4 separate regions of the Mus musculus genome follow, and regions 2, 3 and 4 are each linked to region 1. A link is a contact called in public ChIA-PET, Hi-C and promoter capture Hi-C data. All regions are on one chromosome and are shown on one strand. The core of a region is the stretch at or near the end of the contact, and the rest is flanking DNA. Distances in the headings are between cores, read along the strand shown. Region 1 holds the start of Scarb1 (scavenger receptor class B, member 1). Region 2 overlaps Ncor2 (nuclear receptor co-repressor 2). Region 3 has its middle 25 kb from the start of Ncor2. Region 4 holds the start of Aacs (acetoacetyl-CoA synthetase).

What was found. A called contact is a pair of places that touch in the nucleus more often than the background predicts. ChIA-PET counts read pairs in DNA pulled down with a chosen protein or histone mark. Capture Hi-C pulls out chosen DNA fragments and counts their contacts.
Region 2: a contact with region 1 is called in an RNA polymerase II ChIA-PET map of memory CD8 T cells, with 14 read pairs. The contact joins the enhancer-like site here to the promoter of Scarb1 in region 1. A contact is called at or near these places in 5 of 115 datasets of contacts at active chromatin or transcription factors (craniofacial prominence, embryonic stem cells, memory CD8 T cells and 2 more) and 2 of 9 other capture datasets (adipose tissue and liver).
Region 3: a Hi-C map of CD8 T cells shows a contact between it and region 1, with 1.6 times the contacts expected there. The contact joins the enhancer-like site here to the promoter of Scarb1 in region 1. A contact is called at or near these places in 8 of 484 Hi-C or Micro-C datasets (CD8 T cells, embryonic stem cells, erythroblasts and 2 more), 2 of 115 datasets of contacts at active chromatin or transcription factors (embryonic stem cells and pancreatic cancer cells) and 2 of 9 other capture datasets (adipose tissue and liver).
Region 4: a promoter capture Hi-C map of adipose tissue shows a contact between it and region 1. The contact joins the promoter of Aacs here to the promoter of Scarb1 in region 1. A contact is called at or near these places in 2 of 39 promoter capture datasets (the C10 cell line and neutrophils), 3 of 484 Hi-C or Micro-C datasets (brown adipocytes, peritoneal macrophages and uterus), 3 of 115 datasets of contacts at active chromatin or transcription factors (the SCID.adh cell line, pancreatic cancer cells and pro-B cells) and 3 of 9 other capture datasets (adipose tissue, liver and pancreatic islet).

Annotation. Positions count from the first base shown.
Region 1 is chr5:125,339,632-125,342,737 of GRCm38.p6, reverse strand. It overlaps Scarb1 (scavenger receptor class B, member 1), which reads left to right and starts at 1,644. Exons shown (of 13, transcript NM_016741.2): 1 at 1,644-1,981. The coding sequence starts at 1,856.
Region 2 is chr5:125,157,872-125,160,977 of GRCm38.p6, reverse strand. All of the region lies in intron 1 of Ncor2 (nuclear receptor co-repressor 2), which reads left to right. Among named protein-coding and RNA genes, the nearest start is that of Ncor2, 20 kb to the left of the region's middle. Within about 2 kb of position 1,452, at least 211 of the 459 cell types and tissues checked have an H3K27ac peak or open chromatin away from gene starts, as enhancers often do. A contact at or near this core is called in adipose tissue, craniofacial prominence, embryonic stem cells and 2 more, where this site is marked.
Region 3 is chr5:125,202,513-125,205,618 of GRCm38.p6, reverse strand. No RefSeq gene overlaps it. Among named protein-coding and RNA genes, the nearest start is that of Ncor2, 25 kb to the right of the region's middle. Within about 2 kb of position 1,653, at least 121 of the 459 cell types and tissues checked have an H3K27ac peak or open chromatin away from gene starts, as enhancers often do. A contact at or near this core is called in CD8 T cells and myocytes, where this site is marked.
Region 4 is chr5:125,474,375-125,477,480 of GRCm38.p6, reverse strand. It overlaps Aacs (acetoacetyl-CoA synthetase), which reads right to left and starts at 1,608. Exons shown (of 18, transcript NM_030210.2): 1 at 1,372-1,608. The coding sequence starts at 1,504.

The DNA.
Region 1 (3,106 bases), core at 395-2,894:
CCTGCTCCTTTGTCTACTGAACTTCTAGGCTCCTTTCTGTCTTTCTCCTGTGTCTACACGTGTGCATGTTTGTGGGTGCACCTGAATGTGTTGTGTGAGACAGAATATCTTACTAGGAACCGGGTTAGAGAAGTCTGGCTGGCCATCTGGCCCCAGGGATCTTTCTTCCTGTCCCTGACTCCCCTGCACTGGAACTACCAGCCTAGAGTTTGTTTTTGTTTTGGACTTACTTATTTTATGTGTGCAATTGTCTTTCCTACATGTCTGTCTGGGTACCATGGGCATGCGTGGTATACTCAGAGGTCAGAGGAGGGGCATCAGATCCCTTGGAACTGAAGTTAAGGATGGCTGTGAGCTGTCATGTGGGTTCTGGGGACTGAACCCAGGTCCTCTGCAAGAGCAGCAAGTGCTCTTAACCACTGAGCCATGTCTACCTCTGAGCCATCTCTTCAGGCCTGGGTATCTCACCTGAACACGGATGCTGGCGACCAATATCAGGTGTCAAGCACTCTACCAATACGGTCCTTTGCACAGCTAAGTCTTTATTCCATGTGATGGGTGGAATCTGTCAGGGCTGGAAATATGACTTGGCTGTCTCTGGAGAACCTACTCTGACTCAATATGAGCTAACTCTGGGTCATATTGCTGAAGGTGGTCTTCAAGAGCAGTCCTACTGGGTTTTAACAGGAGCTGGGACTCGGTTTTAACAGGTGTGGGGCTGGGTTTTCTCAGCTCCGTATCCACTTTTTGTGTCCTGAGTGGAATGCAGGCCTTGGCCTCACTGAGGAAGGAAGTCACCCCATGCCTCAGGGTTTTTTTTTTTTTTTTTTTTTTTTTTTTTTTTTTTTTTGGCTGTAACACGAAGCATTTAGAATTAAAGGCTTAAAGGCTCTGGCTGTGGTCTGAGAACGAGCTAACTGGGCACTGGGCAGAGCAGGGAAAGACAGAGTCCCTACCACCCTGCTGGTATCCTGAGTGGGGTTCATGGCCAAAGAACGCATAACTGAGCTCAACTGAGCTGGTGGTGTCTCTGGGTGATAAGGAAGAGTCAGCAGAGAGCATAGCCGCCAGGCAGTCTGATAAGCCCCTCGAACACATTCCTGGATGGAGTCAGGGGCCCAGCGCGTGTCTGGGGCCTGGAGTTTTGAGTGGAGGGTATGCTTAAGGCCTCGAGGGACACAGAATTCTGTACGAAGGGTGTGCAAAGGTCCCGGGAGACATGGAATTCCGAGGGGACAGTGTGCAAAGGCCACGAGGGACACAGAATGGAGGGTGTGCAAAAGCCCAAAGGGATATGGAATTCCGAGTGGGGGAAGTGCAAAGGGCCCCGAGGGACACGGAATTTTGAGTGGAGGGCGTTCATGGCCCAGAGGCTGGCCCGGGCTGACTGCAACTGATTTTAATGCAGGGGAGCGGGAGGCATTCGCAGGAGTCCGGAAGAAAGAAGAGGTCGCAGGGGCGGGGGTAGTGGATGCAGACGGTGCCAGGGTCTTCTGCCCTCTGTAGAGGGCACATCGGTTCCCACCTAGACCAGCAACCACCAGGAAAGCCCAGCAGCTCGGAGGGGCGGCGCCCAAAGGAAGCCACGCCCACGCCTCACCATCAGAGCACCGCCCACTCCCCGCCTCTTCCCACCCCTCGCCGGAATCCCGCGCCGAACTCGGGGGCGGGCTGCCCGGGCCATGGCGCATAAAGCCTCTGGCCACCTGCAGGGCTACTGCTGCTCCGGCCACCGCCAGGCACACACCTTGCTGCTGAGGGAGTCTCGGCTTCTGTCATCTCTGTGGCCTCCGTCACCTCTGTCTCCGTCTCCTTCAGGTCCTGAGCCCCGAGAGCCCCTTCCGCGCACGCGGACATGGGCGGCAGCTCCAGGGCGCGCTGGGTGGCCTTGGGGTTGGGCGCCCTGGGGCTGCTGTTTGCTGCGCTCGGCGTTGTCATGATCCTCATGGTGCCCTCCCTCATCAAGCAGCAGGTGCTCAAGGTGAGTGAAGTGTCTTGGGGAGATGGGGGTTGGGGATCGGGACGCAGGGTGGGACGGTGGAGCTACCTCCTCACCACCAGGGAGGCCCAGGCTCACCCCAGAGGCTTGGTCTGAGTCACCAGCGTCCCAGGAGCCTAAACCTCACTGAAGCAGAAGTATGGCCTGGTTGTCCCTGAGTTTCGACTGTAGCTGTCGCGACCTCCAGCCCTTCTGAACGCGCCGGCCGGTGACTGTACCTAGTAACCTCAGAGCTGCGCGAAACCCCTGTACATCTGTGAGGCTCCCACGGGCTCCAGTTCTTTGGGTGCTCTGCCTGTTTCCTCCCGCCCAGATGCCCCAGAGATGCCCTGGCTCGCCCCCACACTGCCTGCCAGTCTCGAGAGTTAAGCTGCTTTCTGCCCCCCACGCTCTGGCAGAGGTAGACACGACTCAGGTCTGCCGAGGATAGGCAGCCCAGCCTCTCCCTTGATCTCAGCCTTAGGCCCTGTTTTGCCCTTTCAACCGGGCACCGATATTAGGCGGGTGGTGCCGGTCCAGCCACAGACTCTGCCCTGGGATCCGGTGTCCTTCTATTTGAGCCGGGAGCTCATTAAGTCCTGGAGATTACCGAGTAATTGTGTTTTCTGAGACGCAGGGTTACTGCGGAAGGGGAAACGGGGGCTGGCTCTCAGGGAACATCCAGTTAGAACTGGATCTGGGATCCAGAAGGGGCTGTTGTCACAGGGTTTGACTGACATCTTTCCTCTTAGCGGGTTTGTTTACTGGGAGTTTAAGAATGGCTTCGTGTCCCATGTCCCATCGCCCGCTGAAAGGAGGGAATGAATGAGGGATACTCCCTCTTGGGCTGGCCGCTACCTGCCAGGTCCTGGCGGGTCTTCAGGATGGAGCCACAGGTGGCTTTCCTGGAGTTGTGGTGGGTATTTCCGAGTTCTCTTGGCCACACTGTCATTTCTCTTGCTTAGAATTTTCAACCCTTGTACATGAAGGTCCCAGGAGTTGCCCTGTCTTGGGTAGAGGGAAGATCCTTCTTGTTGGAGCATCAGAATTGCTCTGGGCCTTTCTGTTAGGTTTGGCAAAGTAGTGGTGACAGCCTTGTCTCAGTGGCAGCCTGTGGTTTCAGTAAGA
Region 2 (3,106 bases), core at 203-2,702, 180 kb after region 1:
ATTGGTTCCAGATTGTAAGGCTCCAGGCCCATCTTGCTGGCCAGGGATGAGCTTGACCGCTGTCCTTGTGATGGGCAGGCTTCCTCGCTTGTGTCTGGGATCTGGAGTCCCTTGGACCTGGCACACAGCCTCCCAGTGGTTCTGGGAGAGTCACAGCCCAAAGCAGAAACCTATCTGGACCAGGCTGTACATCGTTCCTGGTCACTCCTGGAGTGCAGAGTGCTGGGCCTCTCTTTCCCCTTAGCCCATGTGACCTTGGCTTCCAAACACATGCTGAGCCTCTAGGAATAGTGTCTCCCCCACCTTGGCCTCCTTGAGCCTCAGTTTCTCTGATTGTATGATCAGCCCAAGAGAGAGTCTGGGATCAACATCTCAGAACACAGAGCGGCAAAGCTGTGGTGTGGTGTGGCGTGGAGGGTGGAGGGGTGCTGAGATGTTACCTCATTTGGTAGTGTGGACGCATGGAGGTGACTCAGGGTAACCCCAGCTTGCAGCGAGAACAGGGCAGAGCATGCCGAGCCAGTCTCTTAGGGCTGATCCTTACTGCAGGGGTATGAGGGAATTTTCCTCCTGGATCTGCATTGGGCACCGTGAGGTAGACAACCGTGGCAGGCAGTGTCAGCTCACACAGGGGACTTTGTGAATGGGGAGTAGGAAGGGTCTGCCTCCCACACGACCCCTTCCATGCCAGCTGCCTCTTCTATCTCTGGTTTCGAGACTCTTGACTGTCCCCTGAGCCCCGGGTGACAGATCTCTTTAATCCGCCTCTTGACCCAGGCAATTAATTGCATTCTGGAGATCGATCGTGGCCCTGATCTCCGCCGCAGCCCCTGGCCCAGCACATTCAGCCTCTAGTAGCCTGTTCCTCTTCCATGGGCTGAGACTGGGACCCTCTGCAGGAAGCCTGACTTTGCCTAGGCACTGGATTGAGCCTCCTGGAGCAAGCTTGGTGGGGATTGTTGGCTGTTTTCCGACCCAGGCCTGTGAGCAGCCATGCTATGTCCTCTCTGCAGATGAGCCCCAAGGGCAGCACCCCCCATCTGCTCTCCTGGTCTCTGCCCCACCTTGTTCCCCAGGCCAGGAGTACACAGAGACAGCTGGGAAGGTTAAGTCCTCTCTGTGGGGCCTTGACCCTTTTTCCTGTGTCGTCCCCCCCACCCTGCGTGGAACGTGGTAAAATGTGCTGGCGATGTAGTAGCTTAGTGGTAGGGTGCTTGCTCTGACATGCCTGGGGGCCTAGGTTCTTCTACCCTACCCCTAGCTGCTCAGAAAAACAAAACTAGTTACAATAGTAGTAATAATACCAGAGCGGCACTTGTTGGGAGTGAAGGTTTGCATGGGGCTGGGCCCATGTGCGTGATGGCTGACGGACAGGTGGATAGCAGATGGTGTCTCGGGTTGCCTGGGCCTCTGTGGGCTCCCGGCCCGGTTTGTCCTGGCCTGGCCCTGTGTTTGGCTGTGAGCCAGACTTCCTCTGACCACAGAGAGGCCCTTTCCCTGGGAAGGCGGTCGGTCGATGCGGCTTCATCCTGGCCTCGGCCTCTAATTGCTCCCTCTGGTTCTGCCTTGTGTAGATGGTCCCTCCCCTCCCCTCCTCCCCACCCCATCCCCATCCTGCCCTGGGTGAGAAGCTAGATGGCTTGTCTGAGCAGCCACGTGTATGGGTGGAGGGCCAGGTTCCCAAGTCCCGAGTGAGGATGGAGTACCGCTCCCCATCCCCCATTTCTCCCTGTCCCTGTGGTTCTGGGGCTGTGGGGGGGTTTATCCATTTGTGGAGTCGGGAAGACTGTCACTTTCCTCATAGGGTTGAGGAGACATTACAGTGGCTGGTACAAAGCCCACATGGTGGCTCTGGGTATTGTTCCCATGATGTCAGCTCCTTCCCCCTGCTCGCGCCCCCCCCCCCCCATCACTGTACCCAGACTGAAGGGGCCTGATGTCTTGGGGAGCAGGCAGGTGTACTTGGGGGGCAGCTCTGCTTTCAGTTTCCCTCCTGACCTTGTGATTCTCTTGGTACAGCCCGTGTCCCCTCACTCTTGTCACTAAGGCCCTGTCATGTGGTGTCCCCTCCACCCCATCCCACCCCTGTGCTACCAGCCCTCTTGGCCTTGGTTTCACAGCCCCTGCCCTGCTCCTGGGAGGGCTGCAGGGGTGAGGTGGCCGCCATCCGCCTCCTGCCGTGGCCGTGGCAGCCGAGCTGCTGGAGCTGAGACCTTGGTGGCCTCCCTGTGATTGCTTCTCTGCAGCTTCAAGGAGAGCCGCTGAGGGCGGGCGTCTAGGCTGTCACTTGAGAAGGAAAATAAAATGTCCCCGCGGCTTCTAAATGGAAGGGCGGTGGAGCGGCCTCCTTTGCTTGGCTGTCTCAGCTGTTGGCTCCCACAGTGACACAGGCCCCTGGGGGACAGGGTAGGCTTCCTGTTTACCTGGTGTGGAAAGATGTACCCGGCCGGGCTATCCTGGGAGGGTGGGGGAATCCCCCAGGTCCCACAGAGCTTTGGGGATCTGGCCACTCCAGCTTTGGGTAGCTGGGCTGTCTTGGTCCAAGTCCTCAGACAGCCGTTTATATAGGATTGTCATGGGGCTGGGACGGGGTGTGGTGTGGTGTGTGTGTGTATCACGTGCACGTTGAGGGCTGGACTAGATCTGTGTCTAGTTAAGGGCTTCTGTAGAATATTGTCTCTCTTGATGTTCCTGCAGTTGGGTTTCGTGGCTATCTAGAGCTGCGGGGAGTTCATGTAGGGGAAGATAGCTCCTGGTGAGCAGTGTTACTTCTCTAGGTATCTGTCGGGGGCTGTGTGGAAGTGGAGGGTCCTAAGTAGGAACTGAATGCCGGGTGCCTTGCTCCAGACACGGGGGCAATGGTGGCCTGGCTTGGAGTGTGGGCTGCAGGGCAGGGTCTGGGTCTTGCTTGTGATTGGGTTCCAAGGTCTCTGCCCATCCACACTTCTTTTATCTGGGGACCAAGGGTCATCTGTTCTATGGAGGGAAATGACTGCTGGCCAGGAGGAGGTTGGCAGGTAATGGGCATTTGTGCCGTGTGCCCCCTGGGGTCGTCACCAATAGATAGTTTCTGTCATCTGTCATGGGCACAGAAACTGGGAGGCAC
Region 3 (3,106 bases), core at 404-2,903, 140 kb after region 1:
AAAAGGAATACTATTCATCCATGAGAAAGAATAAAGGAAGAAATCTATAAGGCATTATGTTGCTGAGTGGGGTGATGTACACCCGTGATTGCCACACTCAGGAGGCTGAGGCAGGAGGATTGCCAAGTTGGAGGACAGCCTGGGTGACATAGTGAGCCCCTGTCACAAAATACCAAAAATAGGAGCGTGCCAAGATGGCTCAGTTGTTAAGAGCATTTGTGGGGCTGGAGAGATGGCTCAGCAGCTAAGAGCACTGACTGTTCTTCCAGAGGTCCTGAGTTCAAATCCCAGCAACCACATGGTGGCCCACAACCGCCCGTAATGAAATCTGATGCCCTCTTCTGGTGTGTCTGAAGTCAGCTACAGTGTACTTAAGATATAATAAATAAATAAATAAATAAATAAATAAATATATATATATATATATATATATATTGCTCTATCAGAGGGCTGTGTTTCCACTCCCAGCGCCTTTGTCAGGTTCCAGGGGATCTGGTGCCCTCTTCTGGTCTTCTTGGGTAATGCATACATGTGGTGCACATACAGACAGGCAAAACACTCATCCACATCAAATAAAAATAAATGCACTTTGGTGGGACACACTTTGAATCCTAGCACTCTGGAGGCAGAGGCAGGCAGATCTCTAAGTTTAAGGGCAGCCTGGTCTACAGAGTGAGTTCTAGGACATCCAGGGCTACACAGAGAAACCCTACCTATAAAAATTTTTTTAAAAAAAATAAGAATTAACTAATCTTTAAAGTAAATACTCAGAATATGCTATTATGCTAAATTGGGAGCTGGTCAGTCCTCCAGTAAACAGGACAGGCTGCTGTGAGCTTTGTGGACCTGCGTTCTTTTAACTGTTCTTCTCGTTATGTCAAAGACTCCAGCATCACTAAGAGCAGCCCAGAAGGAGGCTGCAGCCATCAGAACACCATGACAGTGCGCTCACCCGCTGCAGTGAGGCCAAGAACGTGAGTCACCCTCAAAGAGGAAGGGCAAGGTTAAAGGGAAGATGATACATTCCCTAGCAGACTGTGGTGTCAGCTCCAAGAGGTACCATCTGCTAGGGGCCAAGACACTCCCGAACCTTCTTCCCGGAAAGCCTGCATCTCTGCCCTTGAGGCTCAGGACCAGCAGGTGGCTCAGGGATGCCTCTGCCAAATAACTGCCCTTGGATGTTCCAGCAAATTACCACTTCCCAGGGGGAGCGGCAGCACTTCAGCACTAACCATTGCTCTAGCCTGCCCTCCAGCATGTCTGGGGCTTGATGGTGAACCTGTGAGCTCCAGGCCAATGAGAGAAGAGACTCTGCCACGAAGCAAAACAAAAACAACGTGGAAATCTCCTGAGGAACAACTCCCAAGGTTGATCTCTAGGCTCCGTGTGTGTGTGTGTGTGTGTGTGTGTGTGTGTGTGTGTGTGTACACAAACATGTCTGCAACACACACACACAAAGAAATTCGCACATACACACAAAAAAATGGATGTTACCCAGTGTCCAGCAGCTGGAGACTGCTAGTTGTGACAGAGACTCAGCTGTTAAACAGACTGGCGTGCCAATGTGAGCCACGACCTGAGTCAGCCTCGGAGACCTCGTGCTTTGTGACAGACAAAGGCAGAAGGCCGAGTGCCCAGAACTGGCAGATCCACAGAGAAGACACGGGAGAGTGGCTCTCAGAGGCTGGGGAACTGGCAACAGGATGGTCTGAAAGACTCGTCACTTCCCTGCTGAGTGAAGAGAACGTTCTGGCGATGCAGGGAAGCTCTAAGAACTCTGCGTCACTAGCTGAAGAAGGTGGGAAGCCAGCAGAAGTGGTGCTAGCCTCTTTTGATCCAGGCACTTGGGAGGTGGATGCAGGAGGAGCAAGAGTTCAAGGTCATCCTTGGCTGCAGAGTGAGTTCAAGGCTAGCCTGGGCTACGGGAGACCCTGTCTCAGTAGCAACAGACAAATCAAAGAATCACGGTACAAAGGATGCCTCTGACACTTACAGACCACAATGACCTGCCCTCACTGGCTCCCAACTCCTAGATTCTGAGGGGACTACCTTGTTCCTCTTGTCCCCTCATTGATGCCAGGCTCACTTCAGAGGGGCTGGGAGGAGGCTGGGCACTTGTGGGCTCTAGTGTCCCCTCCACCAGCCCCCCCCCACCTGCTGCCGGAAGAACAGAACACAGGCCGCCTCCCTGCAGCTGTCCCTCCCACCCCCCAGCAGACTGAGGGCTGCGACACCACATTCCTGCTGAAGCCTGTGGGTGTCTCCTGACTCCCCCCTTTTGTGCACAGACACTTCTCCGGGTAATGTCCCCGTTGCCATGGCGAGAGGTGCCCTGTTCTATCAGAGCGACAGTCACCACCTAGCTGGGACTGGAGCCAGCTCAGCCCAAGGGCAGATTAATTCTGCCACCACAGTCTGGCTCTGAGCCTCAGGGGAAGCAGCTGCCAGCCACCTAGCTGCTCCTGAGGAGGAGCTGTGCAGAGTGGGGGCATGTGGGGGTCCCCTTGGAGCCATCCCTGGAGTATTCTGGGTTGGAGGCGGTCCAGCTGACATTGATTCCTCCTGGGTGCTCTGTGTATGAGCTACTATGTAACATTGAGCCGCCTGTGCAGTTATTTTAAATAGGAACACCTGAAACCTGCCTTTCACCTTTGTGTCAGGGGCCAGGGCCAGGGGCAAGCTCCTTGCTCTGGACATCAAAGGAAGGGACATGGGAACTTTGTTGTGGAGCCAGGACAGGATGGCCTGGTGAGGGGTGAGGATGATGGACAGCCTCAGGGATGCTGGGGAAGATTCTGTGGAGATAACCTGGAGAAGTCCTAAGGACAAGCCAGCCAGCAAGGAAGCAGGTGTGTGCAAACGCCCTGGGACAGGACTTGCTCAGTGTGTTCAGGGAGTTGGAAGGCAGATGTGAGCAGCTGGCCCTGCGAGTCCCAGAGGTCAGTGACCCCCATGGGTCTTAGAAGAGCAAAGGGTAAAAGGAAAGTATTCTGGAAGCTCTGCCTTGCATTTAGCAGGTAGCTCTTGCCCCTGGTGTGACACTCTCCAGTTGTCAACTAGGTGACAGAGGGTACCACACCCCAGCCTGAGGCTTCAACCTAGGAAA
Region 4 (3,106 bases), core at 359-2,858, 130 kb before region 1:
GCAAGTGGCCAGGCAAGCATCTGTCTCCAGGTGAGAGGGATGGGAGGGAAGGTTCGGAGCCCTATTAGGGAAGAAAAAGAACCCTGTGGAAGCTCTACCTCCATCTCCTGGCTCTCCAGCAGCGGGGTGCAGGCGCATAAGCAACAAGGGACTGTGGACAGCCTGGAAGACCAGCAACACAAAAGACCTGCATTTGGAGATTACCCTCCAGCCAGCAAGGGGGTGCACCACGCATAGGGGGCGGGAGAAGGACAGCCAAGTGCTGCTGAGACACTAGGAAGAAGACTCAGAGGGCTGGTGCTCAGGGTGGGAAAAAGAAAAGATTCAGGAAGGATCCGGAGACAGATCCTGGGAGCCAAGACAGACATTGATGCCAACGGAGACAAGGGGATCCCTGCAATTAGAGGGGTAACGGAGGTGAAAATGAAGAAGACAATCAACCAACCAACTCGAACTGAAAACCCCAGGCAAACACCTGAGAAGGGGGGCAGAGCAGGTGGAGGGACTAAGCAAGCCCCATGGATCCCTGGGAACGGCATATGGACAAGAACCTCGCCTGCCAAGGGCCTCTGCCCCACCCATAATCACACAGACCAGGGTGGTGGCTGGAAGCAGGATCTGTTTAGAGCTGGGGTAAGAAAGGACTCTACCTTAATTAACTTTAAAGGAAGGAGGAGGAACGAACTCTGACCTTTTCAGGAACCTGAAATTTCAAGCTGGTCCCTAGCAAAAGGCAGATGGAGGGAGCCTGTCACATGAAACCCGTGAACTCAAAAAGAACTGCAGATAAGGCCCGAAGGAAGCCCCCAACGAATGGAAGTCAAGACCTCAGGAGACATTTCCCAAGCAGGCAAGCCTAGCAAAAGATCGGAGGAACCAGAGGGTGTCTGCCACTTCCAGAGGGTGACTCGCCTGCAGAAAGGGGGCCTCTACAGGCCAGGCGGTGATGCTTCCCAAAACAGTGAAGGAAACATCATCAGAAGACCAGCACCTCCTAGAGGAGGGCCCAGAGCCAGGGGGCTCCCCCAACCCAAAGACAGGGACACTAGCCATCCATCCATCAGAGGCCCACGGCAACATCTAGGAGAACCTCTCTAGAGGGGGACCCCCAAGGCAACGAGGATCCCCCAATCCCTGTGCCATTCATCAAGGTACCTAAGTAGGGAAAGGGAGGGACCTCCCTAGAGGGGTACCCCCAAAGCAGGGGGCTTCCCCGACTGTAAGACAGGAACACTGGTCGGATATCCATCCAACAGAGGCTTATCCCAACAGCTAGCAGGGACCTTCCTAGGGCGGTCCTCCCTGGAGGGAACAGCTTCCGGGAAGGCCCGTGACGGGGGGGGGTGCACTAGCCGCGTGCCCCGTACTCACCAAGCGCCAGGCCGCAGGCGGTACCCACGGCCGCCCGGAAGCGGTCCATCTGCGTGTCCTTCTTGCTGTCAGGCTCCCACATCACCTGGCACTCCATGATCTCCTCGCGCTCGAGCCGCGCCAGCTTGGACATGGTTGCGGAGCTGCGTGGCCGGGGCTGCCGGGCTTTGGCTGAGAGCGGAGAGCGCAAGGCGTGGAGCGGATCAGCGGTGCGCCGACGAACCACAGCGCGAGACTGAACCAGCGCCGGCGCGGCCTGTGGGACATCCGGCCTGGTCACACCCCCAGCAGCCTTCGCCACGCCTCCAGAAAGCCACGCCTCTTGAGACCACGCCCTCTTCTGTAACCCTCCGCCGCGCCGCGCCTGCAAAAGGTGCGCTTGCTGCCAAAAAGAGTGCCTCGCCTGCGCAGGCGCGATAAGCATGTTCCACGCCCTCACTTATTGCACAACTTACCGGGTGTTGCTCTGTTTACTTATTGCCCTCGTTCGTTCGTTCATTCATTCACTTATTCAAATTAAGTTGCTCCTCCAACACTCACTTTAGCTGCGGAGATGTCTTAAGCCTAAAACGCGTGCAGAAGACCTCTAAAATGCGTGTCCGTGTCGCGTGTGCTCACTCACAGGGATGCTGTAGCAGGGATACATGGGGTATATAATGTAACATAAGATACTGAGTGAGTGAGACCTCAAGTCTATCGTCAAGACTGAAAATAAAAGCGTTAAGCACAGGACATTCTGGGGCAAGCCTGAAACCCAGCACTTTAAAGACTAAGACAGGAGGATGACAGTAAGTTCCACTCCAGCATGGACCTCAAAGCAAAACCCTGTAATCGGAATACTTGGGAGGTAGAGGTGGGAGAGGCGTCTGGGCTTTAAGATTATTCTTGTAACAGAGTGAGTTCAAGACTAGCCGGGGCGCCGGGCGTGGTGGCGCACACCTTTCTTTAATCCCAGCACTTGGGAGGCAGAGGCAGGTGGATTTCTGAGTTCGAGGCCAGCAGAGAAACCCTGTCTCGAAAAACCAAAAAAAAAGAAAGAAAAGAAAAGAAAAGAAAAAGACTAGTCCGGGCAAACTTTAAAAAGCCATGTGTTAAAACTAAAAGAAAAGAGAGGGCTAGGGATGTGACTCCATGTTGCTCACAGTGGCTTGCAGGTGACAGAAGGGAGCTTTAGGAAATCTTGCAGGTTTCCGAACAAAGAGAGGAGTCAGTGTCCAGGGCCCCCCAAGCAAGAATACTGTGTCCTGTGGGGTGTGCACGTTCAACTAACTGAAAAGGCCCAGGTCTTTGAAAAGGCCCAGGTCTTTGGTACTATAGCCCTGGAGTAGCAAAGTCAGTGAACGAAACGGTAGCAGCTTAAGTTCGTCCTGGGGGAACATCAGAGATGCTGGCTTTGAATCTGGGGGAGAGCATCAGAAGGTTCCTACAGAGAGAACGCATGCTCAGATCCTACTATGATGAGAACCTTCTGGATGCTAATAGTCTTGTCAGTCCATTTGGTACTTTGCTGTCTACCCAGTGTCTAAAATAACTGAAAACAAGTTAATTTTCTTTCTCTCTTTGTGTGTGTGTGCACATATGCATGTGTGTGCATGGGGGTGGGGGGGCCCACGCTTGCGTTGGTGTGTTTGGAGTTGAGAAGTCAATCATGTCAGAAGTCAATCATGGGTGTCATTCCTCAGTTGACACCCACTTCATTTTTTGTTGTTGGTGGTGGTGGTGATGGTTTTTGTTT